Regions from separate parts of the Sus scrofa genome. Here all the other regions are linked to region 1. The links are chromatin contacts, called in public HiChIP or PLAC-seq maps. All regions are on one chromosome and are shown on one strand. The core of a region is the stretch at or near the end of the contact, and the rest is flanking DNA. Distances in the headings are between cores, read along the strand shown. Region 1 overlaps PPTC7 (protein phosphatase PTC7 homolog). Region 2 overlaps CCDC63 (coiled-coil domain-containing protein 63). Region 3 overlaps PPP1CC (protein phosphatase 1 catalytic subunit gamma).

What was found. HiChIP or PLAC-seq counts read pairs in DNA pulled down with a chosen protein or histone mark.
Region 2: an H3K27ac HiChIP or PLAC-seq map of alveolar macrophages shows a contact between it and region 1. The contact joins two enhancer-like sites. A contact is called at or near these places in 1 of 47 Hi-C or Micro-C datasets (epiblast stem cells) and 1 of 2 datasets of contacts at active chromatin or transcription factors (alveolar macrophages).
Region 3: an H3K27ac HiChIP or PLAC-seq map of alveolar macrophages shows a contact between it and region 1. The contact joins two enhancer-like sites. A contact is called at or near these places in 1 of 47 Hi-C or Micro-C datasets (epiblast stem cells) and 1 of 2 datasets of contacts at active chromatin or transcription factors (alveolar macrophages).

Annotation. Positions count from the first base shown.
Region 1 is chr14:31,928,124-31,930,743 of Sscrofa11.1, forward strand. The region is part of intron 1 of PPTC7 (protein phosphatase PTC7 homolog); the gene reads right to left. Among named protein-coding and RNA genes, the nearest start is that of PPTC7, 17 kb to the right of the region's middle. Within about 2 kb of position 1,303, at least 6 of the 83 cell types and tissues checked have an H3K27ac peak or open chromatin away from gene starts, as enhancers often do. A contact at or near this core is called in alveolar macrophages, where this site is marked.
Region 2 is chr14:32,183,931-32,186,550 of Sscrofa11.1, forward strand. It overlaps CCDC63 (coiled-coil domain-containing protein 63), which reads left to right. Exons shown (of 13, transcript XM_021072528.1): 8 at 366-586. Among named protein-coding and RNA genes, the nearest start is that of MYL2, 28 kb to the right of the region's middle. Within about 2 kb of position 1,336, at least 2 of the 83 cell types and tissues checked have an H3K27ac peak or open chromatin away from gene starts, as enhancers often do. A contact at or near this core is called in alveolar macrophages, where this site is marked.
Region 3 is chr14:32,082,580-32,085,199 of Sscrofa11.1, forward strand. All of the region lies in intron 1 of PPP1CC (protein phosphatase 1 catalytic subunit gamma), which reads right to left. Among named protein-coding and RNA genes, the nearest start is that of PPP1CC, 7.4 kb to the right of the region's middle. Within about 2 kb of position 1,307, at least 2 of the 83 cell types and tissues checked have an H3K27ac peak or open chromatin away from gene starts, as enhancers often do. A contact at or near this core is called in alveolar macrophages, where this site is marked.

The DNA of each region.
Region 1 (2,620 bases), core at 53-2,552:
TTTACAACTGGAAATGTTAAGTTTTACAAAATAGAAAACAGCCAACTAGAAAATATTTATGATTTTTATTTAACATTTTTCTTTTGTCTTTTTAGGGCTGAACCCACAGCATATGGAGGTTTCCAGGCTAGGGGTCTAATTGGAGCTGTAGCCACCGGCCTAGGCCTACGCCAGAGCCACAGCAACTCAGGATCCGAGCCGTGTCTGCGACCTACACCACAGCTCACGGCAATGCTGGACCCTTAACCCACTGAATGAATCAAACCCTCAACCTCATGGTTCCTAGTTGGATTCGTTAACCACTGAACCACGATGAGAACTCCTAAGCTTATAATTCTATAGACTGCTTCTCTAAAGTGAAGAGTTAAGAGAGAAGGAGACAGAGTTAATTCTGGTGTATTTCCCATCATTTAAATGTATCTTTTTATAAAAAAGAAAATTCTTTAATAGCCAATTTTCATTTTTCTAATTAACACATTTTTGTTTTTGTCTTAGTTATTATAATCATATAAAAACAAAACTTTGCTGTACTTGAAAAAAATCATTTTGCTTTTTATTAAATTCAGAATTTTACTTAATAGCTTTATCCTAAGCCAAAAGTTCAAGGAAAAAAAGGTTTGATAAATTGAAATTATGGAAGCTTAAAAATTCTCTTTCCAACTTCGACCTAACTGTGTAGTTGCAAAAGGCTCACCTTGAAAAAGATTCTGAACTAAGCCAAACATTAGCCGGAGTTTTGCCAGCATTATCCATTATCAGCCATCAGCATGAGGCTGCCATTCTCCTTAAACTCTTCCTACCATACTCATCTCCAGATTGACATGCACTTAGTTACAAAACACTTTCCAGAAGAAAGTGATGCCTCCCCCCAAAACACTAAATTTCAATATTAAGTATCAATGAAGAGAAACTGGTAATCTGATTTTATCTAAAAATAGCTGACAGAATTTCAAATACTAAGTAGTACCCAAAGATAAGAGAGCTTTATTTCCTGCATCTTTGATTATCTTGAGGCATTTTACAATCAGCCTCATACTCTCTCTAATGAAGCAAGGTGGTTCTACAGGGTTTGTTTTTCCATCAGTGAAACACATCTCCTATCTATTAGGATGGGTACTTGATAGTGAACTGAAACTTCAGAAGGGAAATTGAGAAGGAATTTGGCTGGCTCACAAGAGTGAATAATAAAAGCAGCAGGAGACCCTCTGTACTCAAGGGATTAGGATATCTGGTCTTACACTTTGTGCAGCAAGTGTTCATCAAATGAGGAACTGGTTAGTCAGTGTCTACTGCAGTGCTGCAGCTGGCTTCTGTTCAGATGCTGAGGCTCTTCTCCAAATACTATAATCTAGTGTTCTCAGAGCCAACCTTCTTTGACTAGAGGCATCACAACATGAAGGAGTATAACTAGAGAAAAATGAGATCAGAGTATAAAACTCAATTTCTATCAAAGGTAACAGATTACACTTGTATCAACAACTCTGAAGCCTCAACTATTTGGGCATTAAGAACATTCCCCCTGTGATTCAGAACTGTGAAATGTATCTGCAGATAATTATCCCAAAGGGAACAAAAAGAAGGATTACTGGAAAACTATATTCAGAAATTGATTTATTCAGAAAAGTATAATTTGCTTTGACTAACACTCCTTTCAGTTCTCTAGAGATGAAATTATATAGATTACAGATGTTCTTCCTCCTTCAACAACAAGTGATATATTCCTTTTGCAAGAAGTTTCCCCAAAGCAACCACTCTACATTAGTCACAATGAAACCTGCGTCTTCTGTTTCTCCAGAGACCAAGTCTATGTCAAGAACTCAAGATCTCTAAGCAGAACAGCTAACTCAAGCTGAGGCAAAAAGCTGAAAGGATGGAAGGAAGAAAGGTTAAACTCTGCAGTAAAATGTATGAAAAGGGAACCCACCTATAAGCAAAATTCAAATTCTGCTAAAGAAAAGGTACTATCCAGGACAAAGCAGGGCTTAAGTGGACCATTTTATGTTCTAGAATTCTAAACAAAATAGACATTCCTTTACAGCTTAGTAAACATTACTTAATAATTAATCAAATTAAAATGCACACACACACACATATACACACTTACATCTACTGTCCAGAATGCTTCTTTAATTAGAGACGGTAATTTCCAGACTATTCTGGGCAGCAGAAAAGAGGATTAGGAAGCAACAGTGTGAAGGTAAAGAAACTCAAAGTCAACCTTTTTTTTTTTTTTTTTTTTTTTTTTGTCTTTCTAGGGTCGCACTGGCAACATATGGAGGTTCCCAGGCTAAGGGCTGAATCAGAGTCATAGCCGATAGCCTACACCACAGCCACAGCCACACCAGATCCAAGCCACGTCTTCGACCTACACCACAGCTCACCGAAACAATGGATCCTTAACCCACTGAGCGAGGCCAGGGATCATACCTGTGTCCTCATGAATACTACTCAGATTTGTTTCCGCTGAGCCACGATGGGAACTCTCCTAAATTCAACCTTTTTAGAAGAAAAATGTTCTTCCTCTAACTTTAGTTCTTCTTGTTTAAATACCAAATATTTAATGTGGAAAGATGTGTTTTGGCTTTAATGTGGCTGCGGACCTTGAGTATCTTATAAAGTT
Region 2 (2,620 bases), core at 86-2,585, 260 kb after region 1:
CAGCCACCAAGCTCCCCCATCACAGCACATGTTACATCTCCTCCATGTCCTAGGCCACAATGGTAATTATTGGATTTCTTTTTCTGTTTACTTGAATATCTCTCTCTCTCTGTTCTCTTTGTGGCTGGTTCCTCTGCCAAAAGCTCCATGGAGCAGGGATTTTTTATCTACAGAGCCCAGCACAATGTCTGGCACAGAGCAGGTGCTCAATTTGATACTTGTGAAGTGGGACTAAGGAGGGGAGGTCCCGCTCCATCTCTTGGGAAAGTTTAGCCCCCTCCCCAAGGGGCATGCATACCTCCACCGGGCATGGCTCTGAGCAGCTTCCCTTTCACACTCATGGTGGCCAGCTCTTCCTTTTCCAGCTCTCAAGTCAAAGAAGCACAGGAAGAAGAACAAGGGTGAGAGTTTTGAGAGCTACGAAGTGGCTCATCTCCGGCTGCTGAAGCTGATTGAGAATGGGAACCTGAATCAGCTCATTGAAGAGTTTCTGGCCAAGGAGGAGAAGAACTTCGCTCGGTTCACGTATGTGACGGAGCTCAACAATGACATGGAGACCATGCACAAGAAGACCGAGAGAATCCAGGTTGGGGCACCTCTTCTTTCCCAGGCCTGGGCCCGCCAGCTTCCACAGTGGTCTTCCCCAAATTGGGTTTCTCAGAACATCTTTGAGATGCTCTGAAGAAAAAAAGGGCCTCAAGTCACAAGAGTTTGGGAAACACTATATTCCATGGCATATTTTATAATCCACAGTTTGGTAAACGATATCCATGGCCAGATATGGCCCTTGGCCTGTTTTTGTCTAGTTCATGAGCTAAGAATAGTTTTTGAAGAGTTTAAGGGAAAAAAAAAGGAGTATGCAGGACAGACCACACGTGGCCTATGTAGCCCAAAATATCGACTATCTGGCCTTTGCCATCAAAGCTTGCTGACCCTTATTAAAAAACAGCTTCACAGAATTGAGGAGAGATGGTAAATTGATCTTGGAGAGAGCTGATGTTTTCGAGCATAGAAAAGACTCTGACAAGTCCTGTAGTACAGAAACCATTTACCTTTGTTGAACTCATAATTTCCCAAACTTAATTGGCTCCGCAGGCTACTTACTCCCCAGAACACACATAAACAGCCTTTGGAACTATGCACGGTAGAGAGTCTAAACCCCTTAGTGTGACATTCCAGTAACTTCAAAATTTGACTTTGACCTGCCGCTGCAGGCTCAGCTCCCATCAGGACCCCCAAGGCACTCTTGGCAGCTGCCAGTCCCAGCTGTCCCTGCATCTTCCTCCTCTGAGGCTTTCCTCGTGCTTCTTCCTCCCCCCAACCCCGGCTTTTCTTCTGATGCAATACCGCTCATTAGTCCTAATGCTGCACAAATGTCACTTCCTCTGGGAGTTCACTACTCTTCCCTCTGAGGTCCCTGTGCTCTGTTTATCTGACCAGGGGAGCCCTTCCTTCTGCAGTGTCACCATTTCCTAAATGTGGGGCCATGTGCAAGTAGACAGTAGCTAGCATATAGGTGAAACATTTTAATTTACTAGTAATGAATTCATTGTAATGAGGATTAGGAAAAACATAGCTACCAGAGCATTGTGATTCAATGGATAGGATTCCTTAGGGTGATAAATAATAGTAATAACAATAAACAAATAATGATAAACATAATAAGCAAAATTTGGTCAATTTAAAACTACTACTAATAATAGTGATAGGTAATAATTATACAGGTGGTAATGTGGAAACGGAGATGGTTGTATCAGTTACTGGGACTGTCAAAGGAGATAGATGGCATGCCCAAAATGGGTAAATTGAAGTGAGTTTTTAATTTTAATTTTTATTTATTTTTGCTTTTTAGGGCTGCCCCTGCGGCATATGGAAGTTCCCAGGCTAGGGGTTGAATCAGAGCTGTAGCTGCTGGCCTACACCACAGCCACAGCAACGCCAGATCTGAGCTGCGTCTGCGACCTACACTACAGCTCATGGCAATGCTAGATCCTTAACCCACTGAGTGAGGCCAGGGATTGAACCCATATCCTCATGGATGCTAGTCGGTTTCGTTAACCACTAAGCCACGAAGGGAACTCCTGAGGGGAGGCTTTGTTTTTGTTTTGTTTTTAAGGGACTATTTACAAAGGTCTAAGGGAATTAAGAAGGGAGAATGCAGAACAGCACAGCTGAGCTCCAGAATGGCTGAGGGGAGGGAGCAGTTTCTGGCCTCAGGAGACAGGTGTGTGGGAAAGGCTGTCTGTCCTTCCTGGAGGCCTGTGGCCAAACTAGTGACCAGCCAAGATGGAGGGCAAGTTCTCCCAACCCCACTGTCCAGTCCAGTCTCCAGCCAGGGTCTGCCCTTGGCTGGGCCCAACCTGAGCCAGAGAGCGAGGGGGAAAGGAGCCTGAATGGCCCTCTGTCTCTCTTCTGGAAGCTGATCTTCCAGAGGTTTGGCATATACCTTCTGCATACCCAGAGCACAGAGGAGGCACCAGGAAATGGTTCTCCAACAGTAATTGACCTTGGCCTTCCCAGTCACCTTGAGGCATGTTCCCTCCTTTCTCCTTCAGCCCCAGCCTGTCTCTGGTGTGAGGACAAGTATGTCTGAGGAAGGATGGATAAACTCTCACCATCT
Region 3 (2,620 bases), core at 57-2,556, 150 kb after region 1:
TGATTACATCCCTAGATGGGGAACCTCTATACCCCGCAGGTGTGGCCCTAAAAAACAAGAAGCAGTTACAGGGAATAATAGTAAGCATAATCTTCAAAGGAAAATACAAAATGGACACATGTATAATACAACAGCAACTGAGATGTTTGTAGAACAAAAAAAATTTTTTTCCAGAGCCACAGTAATTTTTTCTCTCTAGATATACACCTGAGAGAACTCAAGGAAGACTCCCAGTAGAAAGATGGTGGGATCCCTGCTTCACTGCTCAGAAAACCCAGATCATTAGTGATTTCACCACAAGTCAGTCAGAAGCTTGGGCAGACTGCCCAGCAGGAAACTTTGGCTAGGGGCTAGATACTTCTGGTTTCAACCTGAATCTTTTTCAGCAGAGCCCCACACACTTGTAAGTGAATAGCTCACTCTCAGTCTTTTAGGAGAATATGCAATAACTGACTTACACCTATATGGAATGCAGACTATTCTTTCAACATGTTTCTTAAATACCCTACAATTAGCTCAAGGAATAAAATAATAAAAATAGAGACTCTGTCAAAACCCCCTCCTACCAATGGGCAAATACCTGCTCATCTTGGGAGACTGTTTAGGTATCACCTCATCCTGGAAAACCTCTGTCCTCAGTCTCCTATGCATCTCTTCTCCGCTCAAGCAGCCTGCTTTATGCCTCCTGACATGCTCTCACAACACCCCATCACTGCCCAGTGCACACTGTGTACCGTAATTGCCAGTTTGCTTCCACCTACTCACGTGGACCTCTTGGTAAGATGTAAACCCCAGGACCATACCACTTGCTCTGCAGTGTACACACCCATGGCCAGTACATGGTAGGTGCTCAAAATCTGAAGTATGAACAATGTCACAATAAATTCCGTACTGGTGATTTATGGCGTGACAATCAGCATGCATTCCAGACTATATACTTCTGATTAGCAAAAAATAATAAAAATTATACTTATGCTTTAAAATTACAAAGCAATAGTGTCATCTCCCTATAGGCATTTTTCTCATAAAAGTTTCAGTTAATTCTTAAATTTCAAGTTGAAGATAATTCATCAAGTAGAAGATAAAGCTTTCAAAATGGGTCTTGGCAGTCTGAATGAACACTGTAGACATTTCTTAAAAATGGCCTATTAGAGTTCCTGCTGTGCTGCAGTGGGTTAAGAATCTGCAGTGGTTTGGGTCACTATGGAAAATGTGGGTTTCACCCCTGGCCTGGTACAGTGGGTGAAAGGACCAAGTGTTGCTGCAGCTGTGGTATAGGTCACAGTTGCAGCTCAGATTCAATCCCTGGCCCAGGAACTTCCATATGCCAAGTAGCCATTAAAAGGGGGGGGGAGTTCCCCTTGCGGCTCAGTGGTAATGAACCTGACTAATTTCCATGAGGTTCGATCCCTGGCCTCGCTCAGTGGGTTAAGGATCTAGTGTTTCAGTAAGCTGTGGTGTAGGTCACAGATGCAGCTCAGATTCTGTGTTGCTGTGGCTTTGGCAAAGGCCAGCAGCTGTAGCTCCAACTCCTAGACTGGGAACTTCCATATGCTGTGGGTGTGGCCCTAAAAAGACAGAAGGGGGAAGGTGGTTAGCCAACAGCTTAAAAATCTATTTCACTATTTTCAGTGTCCATCAAATAGATTTATTAGTTGTAGCTAACATACAGAACACTCCCTCCCCATGTGCTGGGTACTATGCTAAGAAATTTACATTGCCATTCAGTACTCACAACAATCCATGAAGTTAGGCACTGTCACTTCTCTGTGTTACAGAATGGAAGAGGTTTAGTGATTTGGTCTAAGGTCACAGAGCTTGTAAGGAGGGCACCGGGCCCCAAGTGACTTCTAGGTCTGAAAGTGGTGCTTTCACCACTAGCTCACCCTGCCAAATAAGAATTTGTTCTTTATTAACTTTTAAACGAAAGGAGGTCTGAGAAAGCCTAACACCATATGATATCACTTGCATCTGGAATCTAATATATAGCACAAATGAACCTTTCCATGGAAAAGAAAATCATGGACATGGAGAATAGACTTGTGGTCGCCGAGAGGGAGGGAGTGGGAAGGACTGGGAGTTTGGAGTTTATAGATGCAAACTACTGCATTTGGAGTGGATAAGCAGAGTTCCTGCTTTACAGCACAAGGAGTTGTATCTAGTCACTTGTGATGGAACATGATGGAGGATAATGTGAAAAAAAGAATAATGTACATATGTATGACTGGGTCATTTTGCTGTACAGTAGAATTTGACAGAATACTGTAAAAAAACTAGAATGGAAAAAAATCATACGTAAAAAAATAAACAAAAGGTCCCACTTTGGTCACATTAAAAAATAAATAAAGGAGGTCTTAAAGGAAAAACTACTGAAACTCCAACACAGTCATTGCTCTCTAAGAAAATGTGATATGGGATACACAATCATAAGGTATCCTTACAAATAGGAAGTATTAAATAAAAACTAAATGATGAAATCTGTTCAAGATGATCAACAACCATTTTTACCATGCTTCCAATATTCAACAGAACAGTTGCTGGGCATCTACTACTTGGCAGACCCTGTGTCGGAAGCTGGGGATATCCTGTCAACAGAATAGACAAGAACCTTGTTTTTTTT